Linked DNA regions of Mus musculus: regions 1, 3 and 4 are each linked to region 2. The links are chromatin contacts, called in public HiChIP or PLAC-seq, Micro-C and promoter capture Hi-C maps. All regions are on one chromosome and are shown on one strand. The core of a region is the stretch at or near the end of the contact, and the rest is flanking DNA. Distances in the headings are between cores, read along the strand shown.

Evidence for each region. Promoter capture Hi-C pulls out the DNA fragments that hold promoters and counts their contacts. A called contact is a pair of places that touch in the nucleus more often than the background predicts. HiChIP or PLAC-seq counts read pairs in DNA pulled down with a chosen protein or histone mark.
Region 1: a contact with region 2 is called in an H3K27ac HiChIP or PLAC-seq map of epiblast stem cells. The contact joins the promoter of Dtymk here to the promoter of Kif1a in region 2. A contact is called at or near these places in 1 of 39 promoter capture datasets (second pharyngeal arch cranial neural crest), 1 of 484 Hi-C or Micro-C datasets (the N1E-115 cell line) and 2 of 115 datasets of contacts at active chromatin or transcription factors (astrocytes and epiblast stem cells).
Region 3: a contact with region 2 is called in a Micro-C map of embryonic stem cells, with 2.4 times the contacts expected there. The contact joins the enhancer-like site here to the promoter of Kif1a in region 2. A contact is called at or near these places in 3 of 39 promoter capture datasets (embryonic stem cells, frontonasal cranial neural crest and hippocampal neurons), 1 of 484 Hi-C or Micro-C datasets (embryonic stem cells) and 1 of 115 datasets of contacts at active chromatin or transcription factors (embryonic stem cells).
Region 4: a contact with region 2 is called in a promoter capture Hi-C map of second pharyngeal arch cranial neural crest. The contact joins the promoter of Bok here to the promoter of Kif1a in region 2. A contact is called at or near these places in 8 of 39 promoter capture datasets (the 3T3-L1 cell line, the HPC-7 cell line, cranial neural crest and 5 more).

The regions. Positions count from the first base shown.
Region 1 is chr1:93,800,517-93,803,891 of GRCm38.p6, reverse strand. Dtymk (deoxythymidylate kinase) reads left to right here and starts at 1,958. Exons shown (of 5, transcript NM_001105667.1): 1 at 1,958-2,194; 2 at 2,982-3,090. The coding sequence starts at 2,065.
Region 2 is chr1:93,100,547-93,103,715 of GRCm38.p6, reverse strand. Kif1a (kinesin family member 1A) reads left to right here and starts at 1,842. Exons shown (of 49, transcript NM_001368847.1): 1 at 1,842-1,953.
Region 3 is chr1:93,666,823-93,669,950 of GRCm38.p6, reverse strand. No RefSeq gene overlaps it. Among named protein-coding and RNA genes, the nearest start is that of Bok, 17 kb to the left of the region's middle. Within about 2 kb of position 1,705, at least 195 of the 459 cell types and tissues checked have an H3K27ac peak or open chromatin away from gene starts, as enhancers often do. A contact at or near this core is called in embryonic stem cells and hippocampal neurons, where this site is marked.
Region 4 is chr1:93,684,013-93,687,254 of GRCm38.p6, reverse strand. Bok (BCL2-related ovarian killer) reads right to left here and starts at 1,680. Exons shown (of 5, transcript NM_016778.3): 1 at 1,401-1,680; 2 at 586-837. The coding sequence starts at 808.

The DNA.
Region 1 (3,375 bases), core at 709-3,208, 700 kb before region 2:
AGTGGGCGGGGCAACTCAGGGGCCACCCCTAGGCTTCCGGCCGGCTGTGGTCGCCAGGCGGCGCTGTGGGGCTTGCCCTGAGGGAACGCGGATGGGCGATGTGCTCGGTTCGCAGTTTGCAATGTGGAAGCTCTGTCTCTGGCCCAGCCGGATTCCAAGCCCTGGCAGGGGACTCCGCTTGCACGTGTGCTGGCGCCAAACCTGCCAGCCGACACCTGCCGCTCTTCCCGCGTTGTTCAGACACCCGCTGCCTGTGGTTTCTCCTGGCTGACGGGGCCTCCCGGAAGGAGACCCCCTCACAGGCATCGGTTAACTTCCATGCTCTTTGTGGCTGTCTGGTCCCGAGGGGGGCGTGCCCACGCTGGACCTCGGTTGCTTTGACTCGCACTTCGTGAAGAAGCCACGCACCCCTCGATGCCTGCAAAAATACATTTTACATTCCTACGGCAACTCTGTTACAGTTAATGAAACAATATAACTAAAATCCAGGGTTTACCAGAGTCCACTCTTGGTGGGCTCTAATATTTCTGAGAAGTATTAAGTATCCCCCTTATAGCATCCTGAAGAATATTTTTCACTGCCTTTAATTCTTTTGGTCTATTACAATAGCGCGCGCACACACACACACGCATACTTGTAACCAATAAACGTTTTAGAGTCTCTGTAGTATTGCTTTGCTAACATGCCATGTAGTTGCATTTTACAGTACACAGTCTTTTCAGACTGGCTGCATTTATCATTATACAGTTCAGGTTCCTCCATGTCCTAGTAAGTAACTGATAATTCACTTTTTACTTCAAAATTATTTCACTGTGTAATTACCAGTTTATCAGTTTGCGTGTTGGAGGACATCTTAGCTGCTTCCATATTTAGGCAAATGTGGCTAGAGCTGATACAATCATTTGTGTGCAGACATAGTTTCCAACCCATTTGGGTAAATATTGACTTCATGTTAAAAGTAGAGTGCTTTCTTGAGAAACAGCCAAGCTATCTTCCACACCGTTTTTGCCTTCTCCTCTGCACTGACAGTCTCCTTCGCTCCACGTCCTCACCAGCATGATGAAGGGTTAGAATTGTAGATTTGGGCTATTCTCGAAGAGGTGAAATTATCTTAATTCATGATTCCTAACAATATGTTTGTGTTGCACATTTTTACATATGTGTCTGGCATCTGTGTCACTTCTTTGGGTGTTAGTTCAAATGTTTGCATAAACCTTGATCTACCTCCCAAATGTTGGGTTTATAGGCTATGTCACTCACTATATCCAATTTATTCTGTGCTGGGTATGGAATCTTTGTTCATTAGGCAAAACATAACCCAGCCCAGCCTTTGACTGCGGATCCTTTTTTCTCTTCCTCTAGAGTACTGTTGTTTGGGTTTTTGAGCCTGGGTCTCACAATGTATCCCTGGCTGGCCTGAAACTATGTAAGTGGCCTCAGACTCACAGAGATTTGCCCGCCTCCTGCTCATGTATTTTCCCTGACTTTATTTTGTCTGTAAAAACACTGCTAGGGGGAAAGGAATTTAAAAGGGGGGGGGGTGGTTTCAATTCTGCCCACGCTGCAAATAAACCCATTTCCTTCCACCAACTTACACTAAAACGACAAGGAAAATTCCTGAGCGGTTCGAAAATGCTGCAGAAAGTACATCTTGGGGGTCGATGTTCCTATCCTTAACTCCTTTCAGAGCCTGATCATCACATGGCTCCTGTACGCGCGCAGGTGTGTGTGTGATAAGAAACTTTTAGAACCCTTCAGTAGCGCGCTTAGGGGCATAAAAATTTGATTCCGTTACAGGTCTCGAACTTCCACGTGACCAGAGCCTGCGCAACCACAGTCCTTAAGATTGGTGCTCTTCGGGAGCGGCGAACGGAAGTTCCGCGAGTTGGCGCTCGCTAAACTGCAGACTCCCGGGCCTAGATTACGTCACGTCCGGAAGCTGTTCCCCGCAGGCCACAGAATTCGTTTTCCAACCGGAAGAGGGCAGGGCTTCCGTGCACGCCGGGCTTCTGCTGCATCTAACATTGGCGGGAACCTGGCAAGTTGACCGGTGCTGTGCGGGCGATGGCGTCGCGTCGGGGAGCGCTCATCGTGCTGGAGGGTGTGGACCGTGCTGGCAAGACCACGCAGGGCCTCAAGCTGGTGACCGCGCTGTGCGCCTCGGGCCACAGAGCGGAGCTGCTGCGTTTCCCCGGTGCGCGGGTGGGCCTGGAGAATTCCCTCACTCTCTCTTTGGGTTGTAGTCTTAGTATCTTTAAAAGCTTTTAGAACATCTATTTATTTATTATTGTGCATGCGTGTGCTGGCTAGTCTATGTCAGTTTGACTCAAGCTACCTCAATTGAGAAAACTGGCCCCACCAGATTGGCCAGCAGACAAGCCTGGAAGACATTTTCTTCATTGGTCATTGATTTGGGAGGGCCCGGCTGGTGGAGATGGCTTAGTTAATAAAATACAGGCTGAAATGAGAGCCTGGGTTTAGTTTCCCAGGTTAAAAAAAAAAAAAACCTAGTACGGTTGCTTATCCAACCGCTGGAGAGGTGAGACGGACTCGTTCCTGGGACTTGTGAGCCAGCCAGTTCAGCCAAAACTGAGCTTCAGGTAGAAGCTCCTCTCTGAAAACACAAGGTGGAAAAGTACTGAAAAGGGAACATAAGGTTGACTTTTGGCCTTGCGCCCTGTACACTGGACACCAACCCCTGATCCTACAAATTAAGTAGGTTGGGAATTGGAACAACCACTTTGCAGGATATTTTAATTTTCAAACCAACCAGTCAAAAGTCTTACAAGTACTTTTGAAATCAAGACTTGCACGTACATTACTTCCTTTTCTCGGGGAGACTTCTTTGGCTTCAGAGATGGTCCAAAGCTGTCTGGAGGTTGAAAGTTAGGTGTAGGTGCAAGGAGAGAACTTAAGTGCAAACCCCTGTAGACTTCAGGTGAAGAGTCTGACTTCAGTCGAGTGTATCTTTGTCTTTCTAGAAAGATCAACGGAAATCGGCAAGCTTCTGAATTCCTACTTGGAAAAGAAAACGGAACTAGAGGATCACTCCGTGCACCTGCTCTTCTCTGCAAACCGCTGGGAACAAGTGTAAAGACCTGCGTCGTTGCTCCCCGGTTGTAACATGCACACTTTTGTGTGTGGCAAGGGTGCGAGCACCTGTGTGTGGCATGTGTGCAAACACCCGCACGTCGAGACCAGAGGCCAGCTTGGGAGGTTTCCTCTACCCTACCATTCGACGCCGTATTTGAGATAAAAAAATCGACGTATTTGAGATAAAAAATCGTCGTATTTGAGATAAAAAATCGCCGTATTTGAGATAAAACATCGTCGTATTTGACCATCGTATTTAACCACATCCGGCTTGTTTTGTTT
Region 2 (3,169 bases), core at 593-3,092:
CACATGTTGTCTCCCTCATGAATGCATCATGCACACTCCACAAAGTGGGAGGAATGTATATAACAGAGATTTTTTTTTTAAAGTGCAGACACAATAAGTGTAAGAATGGTGTGGTGGTCCGTCTTCACTGACAACCTGGCTGAAGTTTAAACTCCCAGGAGGACTTTGTCTATGAGGTGTTTCCTGAAAGGAGGAAAGAACCCACCCTGAATGTGGGCAGCGCAATCTCATGGGCTGCGGTCCTGAACGGAATAAAAAAGGAAGTGATCTGGGACCAGCATTCCTTGCTCTCTGCTTCCCTACTGTGGACACGATGTGACTGACTGCCTTAAGCTCTGGCTAACTCACTCATCCTCCCAGAAACAAGCCTTCCCGCTGCAATGAACAGTATACTTTTTCAAGCCATGCACTACAATAAACTCTTTCTTTCTGTTAGTCGCTCTTGTCACAGCAATGGACCAAATTAGTGAACATACCTCCACATGCTAGCAATTCAAATATCCAAACGAGAGGAATGTCTAGAAAAAGCTGTGCCGGGATTAACAAGTGCAGCGGAAAATGGAGTCATAAACACTGTGCCTTTCTGTTCCTGCCATCCTTGAAGGTATTCTTATTCGGGTGATATTGAGGAACAGAAAGGGGTGAAGCTTCCCCCCACCCCGGCTTTGGAGGGGTGGGGCGGGAAAGGGGGTAGTCTCAGTCAGAAGATGGGGATCTGGCCTGTGCTGCCTACCAGTGCTGCTGCCTCTTGCTACACAGTTGCCAACTGAGGTTGGGCCCCCGCCTCACTCAGGCTGCTGTGGATTAAGTGGACAACCATTTAAAGTGCCCAGCAACTGCCAGGGGTAGAGGATGCTGCTGGCAGGAGCTTTTTGAAGAGGAAGCTTGAAACCCTAGTTTTATGGTAACGTGATGTCATCACTCCCACCACCGCAGTGCGGGGAGTCCTGGTGGGAGAGCTGACCATAGGCCTTAGCTGAGTTACTCAGCCCCGGGCTGTGGTTGGCCCTGTAATTCACCCAGCTGCCAGCCAACCCTCACTGAAAAAGGAAAATCTGAGACTTGGTGAAGGCTGAGGTTTGCCATCGAGGATCCAGGGAAGCGTGTGGGTTGAAGTCCTGAGGATTTAGGCTGGAGTGACCGTGTGTGATGATGGTCTAGGACCCATGGAACAGGGAGGGGGACAAGGAGGAGATCTCCACCTGACGGAAGGATGTGTGAGGAAAAGAGGTGCGGGTTAGCCTGCCGTCTGTAGCTTCACCCAGTCAGCAGAGCTCTCTGCAACGCTCTGACTTTTCTCTGGTGATAGGGCCCAAAAGCCAGATGAGATTTTTGAGACCTACCTGTTAACACTTGGAGTCTAAATCCCTAACCCGCCCCAAAATCCCCTCTTCAGTGAAAGATGCGCCTCAACCCCATCCTAGCCTTCCCCCCACCCCCCACGATAAGCCTGTGTTGATGTCTCTTGGTCCTGCAGATGGATGTTTTACAGTTTTTATGATTTCAATTGAAAGCAGTCAGCATGAGGAAGGGCTCAGGGTCTGCAGGCAGGTTCAGCTGGGCGCCACCGGGTCCCTCTCCTTTGGGAGTGATAGGCACTGCTGAGCGAGGGGGTGCTGCACCCGATTACGGGCGTCCGTCTCCCACCTCTCACTGGTGATGTCACAGCCCTGCCCCAACCCCCTCCCGCTCCAACCTCGTCTCTTCTGTGCCGCTTTGCCCGTCCCTCTCCCTGTGCGACAAACCAGCTGGCGGCTGAGCCTCGGACGCAGCGCTCAGCCAACCAGCGCATCGGGAGGGGCTTGGGGAGGGCCGGGTCGGGGGCGCGGAGCCCGTCACGCGGTGCCATCGTCACAGCACCAGGAGCAGGCAGTAAGAAGCATCAGTTCCAGGATCGGGGACCCTCCCCGGTGCCAGTGCCCATGCACGGCTATCCCCAGTGACGCCTGAGAGGTAAGGCTACTGCCCCCACGGCCTGTCGCCATCCGCGCTCATCATCCCGCACCTGTCCCTGGCATCGGGCACCCGCACTAAATGTGCATCTGATGGGAGATTCCGGACCAACGCCAATGTCCTTGTCGCAGCCCGAAGCGCGGGCTTGGAGCTGCGGCTTCCCTTCCCCCGACCTTCCCCCGCCTCTTAGAAGAACAAAGGGGCGAATTCAGGGGTGTCAGTGCTTCCTGCGAAGCTTTTCAGGGCCACAGAAAAGACTCTTTTGCTGAGGCGCGATACTTGGCCCATGTGGGTGGAGGTCGCCAGCTAGAGGAACAAGCAGATCTGGGCACAGCCTCCTTTCCCCGTATCCCTCCACTGCAGAGGAGCTACCCAGAGGGATGCGACAGAACCGCGGGGGAGGGGAGGCAGAGATGCCAAGTAGGGACCAGGACTAGGCTGAGGGGCGTCGAGACGGGGCACGGCTGCTGATCCAGGCCCTAGGGAGAGTACGCGGGGCAGCCGCTCTGGTCTCTGGTGGGGGAGGGCAGATGCTGGAGCCGACAGCAAAACAGGCGGGCGGGGCGGGGGATGCGGAGCCACGGCCAGGCACTGGCTTAATGCTGCCCATCACTCCTAGTGCTCCCGATGCTCCTCCCTTCAGAGACCCCATTTCCCTTCCAGAAAGACACAGTGTGGGAGGAACCACCAGCAGACATGCCTGGCGGCTACAAAGCCAGTGCCCCAGTAACAGGTGTGGTCCCAGGCTGGAGGGAGGGGGCTGGGAGACGCGTCGTCTGGGATGACAGAGGTCTCGGGGAGTCTGGCGTCAGTTGACTCTAGGAACATTGCCTGTGAAGACCCTCGCATTCCCTCATTAAGCCACTCCTCTCCCCAGCTGCTTCCCTTGGGAAGGCCACCGCCCTCTGCTCCCGAAGGGACAGGGACCACATTGGGGCTAAGGGAGAGGGTGGGTCTGCGGTGCAGTGAGGTGCAGGCTGCTGGGGGCCGCAGGAACGGGAGCGGGAGGGGGAGGGGACAGAGGGATTGCCAAGTCATGGGGCCTGCTGGGCGCCGGCGCGACGTCGCCCGGGCGCGGACCCGATGCGCGCCCACGTCCCCAGGAATGGGAATTTTTTCTCTCTCAGAGACCAGAGGACCCGTCCCCCAGTGGCTAGCCTTCCTAAGAGGGGACCGCATTGCTGGGATTAAAGGCCTGCTAGGGCAAGCGGATTGG
Region 3 (3,128 bases), core at 456-2,955, 570 kb before region 2:
GATGGGGGAAAAGGTCCTTCCTCAGGGAAGACAACAACCAAGTAGGGATAAGCCCACCCACACCAGAGTAGTTCTGAAAAGAGAGAGAGAGGGCACCAGGCTGAGCCTCCCAAAGACCCTTCAGTCCCTTCCAGCTAGGGCTAAAGACTGCTATCTCGGGAGAGTCTGATGATACCCAACCGTCAGTCCAACTGCCATGCTCAGAACATAAGAGAATAAGGAATTTGTGTTACACCAGTAGGTCTATGGTAATTTGTTACAGCTCTCCTAGAAGATGGACAGAGTGATTTAACTGTGAGCACGAGTGCTCACATCACTACACGCGTCACAGCTCTTGTTCCGCAGGGGAGAGGGGATGCTTTGGGGCACTTTGGGGTTGCTCTTGTGTCCCTCCTCAGAGGTAAACTGCTCATATATAAAATGTTGTGTCCTGGGGACACGGACATCTGCCTCAGTTCCCACTTGCAACCTGGACCAAGCCAACCTACCAGGACCAGGATCCAGGATCCAGGCTTCACTGGGGGAAAAAAAATCCTCATCTGCAAACCCAATGCTAGTTGGTATATATCCTTGCCTGAGGCTCCGCCTCTGTGACTTGTCCCTCCCCACCACTTTCCTCACCACCACCCCCCACCCCCCGCCCATGACCACAGCCCCTCCCCCTGGAGGATCTGCCTTACAAAGATCCTTGCTTGGGTTGGGGTGGGGAGTTGTTCACCTTCCATAGGGTTCAGGCCCTACCAAGATCTGCCCCTACAAATGGCTGAGCTCCATTAGGCTCTGCCCCTCGCTCACAAGAATCTGTCCTATGCCAGAGCTCCTTCACCCTACACTGCCCTACAGCCCGCCCTTCCGATGTTCCTCACCTTGTGACAGTCGGAGAGCCGAGATTACTAAAGTCTGGAGATGGAAAGGGAGTGTGTACGTGTGTGTGTGTGTGTGTGTTTTCTTCCTCTAGTGCCGAGGCCACTCCTCCGCTCCCTCAGAGCGGCAGGAAGTGTACACTTGCCAGCCGCGTGCTGGTTGTCAGGGACAAAGAGGACCTCTTCGGTGGCTACGGGTCCTCTTGTGCCCCCAGGCGGCCAGTTGTCCCAGAGAAGCACCAGGTCCCTTAGAAGTTGAACCTGGGGTCCAGGTTTCATCTCCCTCTAGGGAGCTGGATACATATTGCAGTGTGTCTGCGCTGCTCCAGTGAGTCTCAGGGGCAGGAAACTGGTGGCCCATGCTTCCTGTTGGGACTTTAGTTTTTCCCTGTGGATAAACATTCTTTTCTTTAGTTTGTTCCTGGTTCTGAGAGTTCACACCCCGCGGCAAAATATATACTTTAAAACAGAATTGTTCTGAGATTTCAAAGTCAAGGCCAGCAGTCACCTCTCACCCCACCTCCACCCCCGAGTATAACAGTAAATCCTGGGTACACTCCACTAGGAAGTTTAAAAAGCACACAAAATTAAAAGCCGCAACTGCTGTATGATGATAAGGACTCTTGTGGCATATTTCACATCCAAAAGAAGATTCTTGCTTATGTCAAACACCTGAGGCTCCAAAACCTGACTTTACACTTAATGTAACATCCGCATTATGTTCCTCTGGCCTTCCCATTTCTACAGGCCGTGTGAAATTCCATCGCACAACTGGGATTCTTGGCTCACTCTCCCTAGACAGTCTGACCTTGTCCTTGATGTTTGATAAACCAGGCGGAAGGAAGCACGCATCATGGATGGGGAGGGGGTTGTCTGCCAGGACTCTACACTGCTGCAGACACTGGACTCTTTGATCTGGAAAAGACCACGAGTTCGCTGCCCTTTTCAGTCCCAGGAGAGATAAAGGGTTAGCAGTCACATTTCTACCAGTCTGAGGGGAAACAGACACAAAGAGAGAAACAACTGGCCTTCACAACGTGAATAGGTGGAGAAGTGGAAGCCTGGGTAACCTGCAGAGACCCCAGGAGCCCGGTAGAGGGTGAGCTGGTAGGAGGAGCCAGGTAGAGGGTGGTGCTGGTAGGAGGAGCCAGGTAGAGAGCCGGGGTTGGTGGGAGGAGCCAGGTAGAGGGCTGGGGTTGGTGGGAGGAGCCAGCAGCTCTGCTCTCGAAGTGGTCCTATAGGGCTCTATCCTGACACCCAAAGGGAAACTATCACATCTGGGGCATTCTTCCTCCCTGCTGAGAGGTCGCAAGGACAGTGACAACGGCATTATGCCACCTATTTCCAGTCATTCCCAGGCTTTTCTCCTGCGCAGCCCTTCTGCAGTCATTGTTCTGAGGGAGCCCTTGATCCCACTGATGGAATAGGAACATGGCTGTGTGATTGGGAGCTCTTGGGAGCTGGCTCCTCAGTCTACACACACACACTCTGGCATGCACCCACGCACACGCATGCAAGTACACAAGTAATTCAGAAAGTCTTTTCTGGGACTCTTGTCTGGTTAGAAGTGAAATCGCCTGGCCTAGGAGAAGGAAGTCCAAACACAGGGCAGGTGCCTGCTGTCTTCTCTTGGTGTCCTCACAGAGCTCTACCCCAGCATTCTCATTATCTCCCTGGGAGCACAGGCTTCTCCAATCCTCATATAATTCAACTGGGCCCCAAATGGTCAGGAAGTAGTCAGACGTACCCAGGCTGCCCTTGTTACAAATCCCAGCTACAGCAGGAATTACCAGAAGAATTTTGTCCCAGCACATGGGCCACACAGTGAGATGTCACAATGTGGGTGGACACAGGGCCACTACTCTAGCCTGCCACTGGCTCACCTAGTGCTGTCCTAGGGTCCTTAGTCTACCAGTTGACCAGAGACCCATACTCAGACCCGTCATGACTGAACTCCTTGGCCCTCATTGCCTTTCCCTGGGCTCTGCCCATCAGTTTATTCTGAAAACTCACTCTGGACCTGGTTCTCCCTTAGATCCCAGAGCTGAGCTGAGCAAGGCTGTAAGCAATCTTAGTTTCTCACAGGGAGCACTGACTTTTTACGCTATTTTAGTAAATGGCTCTTGAGCCCAGTCTCAGCAGTGTAGCTGAGTCCCGAACCTCTCCTGGGGCATGGTCTAATCCTCTCTCCAATCCAGTGCCATACTAGCTCAGCCTCCAGGTTCAGTGAACTAAAAGTGCCCAGAAGGTGTGCTACAGGAGAGA
Region 4 (3,242 bases), core at 431-2,930, 580 kb before region 2:
TAGCTATGTGTGACCCCCAGAAACAAGTGTCCCAGATATTCTTCAAGAAGGCCCTGGGGGGCCTTCCCATCAAGGGAAACTGCAGAGGGTGTCGGACCTCGGCCAATAACTGAAAGGCCTATTTTCCAAAACAAACATTGGGACACGTGGTACCACAAAGGATTTTTTAGTCCAGCAGAGTACAAGGGTCACAATAAAGTTTAGCTGCTAAAATACTGCTCCTCCAGAGCTTTCTGTGTTTTATGGCAAGAGTGTCTGTGATCTGGACTAAGCAGGAACCAGGAGGGGGGAGGTTGACAAAGGAGCCTGCAAGCAGACAAGCCTGGGGACAAAGAGCAGCGCCAGCCTGGGTGGCCTATCCTTGCACCCTCTCCATTCCAGACAGATTTGGGCTCCCACGCACGCCTCCTCTCTCAGCGCCAGCGGGAGGGTGAGGCACAACCGCAGAAGGGCTGGTCATGTCACAAGAAGGGAATGTCTGTGCAGAACAGCTGTACCGGGAACCCTGAAACACTGCGGGCAGGCCCATCCAACCAGCTATAGAGGGGCGGCCTGGGATGGTACCTGCTGGTGCCCCACACTCACCCAAGCGCAGCAGCACTGTGCACACCTCTGCCAAGCGTCCTCCAGGGGCAGGCGAGGCACGCTCTGGAGCGCTCCAGGAGAGGCCGGCGCGCAAAAGCCGCGCGTGCACGTACTCCCGGCCTAGTGCCTTAGCCTGGGCCACCAGCTCCTTGTCTGTGGGCGAGCGATCAAAGGCGTCCATGATCTCCGCTGCAAAGACAGAAGAGCGCCGCAGCACCTCCATGGCCGAAGCGCGGGCGAGAGGCGCCACACCTACGAATAGACTGAGTTCAGACCGGACCGCCTCCAGCCAGGTGGCGAAAGGACTCCCGCCACGGGAGGAGACCCAGAAGCGCGGCCCGAGGCACAGCGGTCCCCACCGCGTGCGCGATTCAAACAACACAGGAGGTTGGCTGTGCGCCGCCCTCAAAAAGGGCCGGTTTCCGATAGCCTCTCGTTTTGCACCCCAAATCTTTTAAAAGTCTCGGGTTCTTTTTAGGTTCTAAATTAAATCTCGCAGATCCCAGCGGTGGTCAGGGGTTGGAAACACCGCAGGGAAGTGGCGATAGGTTCTTTAATCACAGCGCCCAGGCTCCAGGACCAATTTGGGGGAGAAGAGGATGCAGAGTAGCCTGCTGCGACCAGCCGACAAGCAGGACCCCGCGGGCTCCTCCCTGCCGACGAGTGGGGTCCTAAGGAAGGCTCCAAACTGCGCGGCAGTCCCCGGGCTCGGAGACCACGCACCTGCGCACCTCGCAGAGCCCGTGTTTGTCCCCGGTGTCGCTGTTCCCATGGTGCTACATCCAGGGCACCGACGCCACGCCCGCCCGACTCACCTCTCCCGCCTCATGGCGCGCGGGGCGGCGGTGGAGTTCTGGTTTCAGGACCCGCTCGCTGCCGTCTCCGGCGGTCTAGACCCTTCCATTCAAACCCGCGAGCGCGCGCCCCGCCCCAGCGCCCGCCCCGTCCACACCCGAGCTGAAGCACAGGCTCCGCCGGTCTTCCCGCGCGCTCGCAGAAGTCCTGGTCCCGAGGGGTGCGGGAGGCGTACCGCGGTCTCCCCGCGGGCGAGAAGCCAGGCTTAGGGCTTCGCCTTCTAAGGAAACGGCAACCCCCGGGGGCGGAGCCGCAGCCCAGCTCTGCCCAACGCCTCCCTGGTTTAAGAAAGGCCAGCACAAGTTCTCGGGATGCGCCCGGGAACGCCGCCAGACTGGAGCTGTCCCGGCAGGCAGCGCGAAGAACATCCAGCTCTGACACCAACCCACTGGGGCGCACCAAGTTCCATTTTAAAATGAGCTGACTTATATTTCCTTATTGTCTTATAGAGGCTCCTTAAAGATCCTGGATTCTTGAAGTTGTAGGAGATCTGATGCCCTCTTCTGATCTCCAAGGACACCAGGCATGCACGGGGATTCACAGACATGGAGGCAGGCAAACATTCATACACAAAACAAAAATAACAATAAGTAAATATTTAAAAATAGATTCTGCATTCTTGGCTTAATAGAGCCTTTGGAGTGTGGTGAAGACTTGGGTATGTACATGGTTGAAGATACTACAAATACCCATCCATTCCCACTCAAGTCTAGCTTTGCTTTTAATGAGCTGGACTTATTTATATCCAATCCAATATATAATCTTTTGTAGTTAGTTATCTCTCATTAGGGTATTTCCCTTTGACAGAAAAAGGGGAGGGAGGGAGAGAGACAGAGACACAGAGAGAGGCAGAGACAGAGAGACTCACAAAGAGAGAGAGGCTTGTCTGGAGCTCTGTGTTGACCAGCTGGTCCAACCTGCAGGAATCACCCAGCCCCTGGCTCCGGAGTACTAGACTACAGCGGTCTTCAGAAGCTTAGTTACTTTAGGATTCATACTTAGACCTATGCTGGATCACAGACATCGTTGTGAACAGTGTGGCAGTGAATCCGAGCTCCCTTTTTCCATACCGATTTCCAAGAAAGTCAACATCATCTACTAGACTCTGGTCTTCTCCTTCATCTTTGGACCCAACTGCAAAATCTCAACAATGGGATTTGCTAACTCGACCTAGTTTGTGTAAGTAAAACACTTCACTTAGAGCTATAAAATGCATATTCTACACACGCACACCAAAATAGACTACACCTGAAACCATAAACAAGTGTCAACAAATTTCAAAGAACCAAAATCATACAGTAATTACTCTCTGAATTAAAGCTAAATTGCAGAAAAACCAGTGGAAGTCTCCAAATGCTTGGAAATGAAACAGCGTACTTATAATGAGGCAATAAATAATAAATCACAATGAAAATGTTAAAAGGTTTATTTATGTGTTTTATGTAGATGGGTGTTTTATCTGGATGTATGTCTGCACACAAGAAGAAAGCATTGGATCTCACAGGACTACAGTTATAAGTGGTTGTGAGCCACCATGTGGTTGTTGGGAATTGAACTCAGTACTTCCGGAAGAGCAGTCAGTGCTTGTAACCGCTGAGCCACCTCTCCAGTCCTACCATGGAAATATTTTCAAGTGAACAGTCACAAAAACAGTACAAGCCCAGGTTAAAACCCAGCATCACCACATACAAGTCCCAGTGCTATTGGGGCAAAGAAGAGGAGATCCCTGGGACTGGCAGGACAGGAACCTAGCTCAAGTATCACTAACAGATCCCATCTTAGGAAATAATGTGGAGAGCATT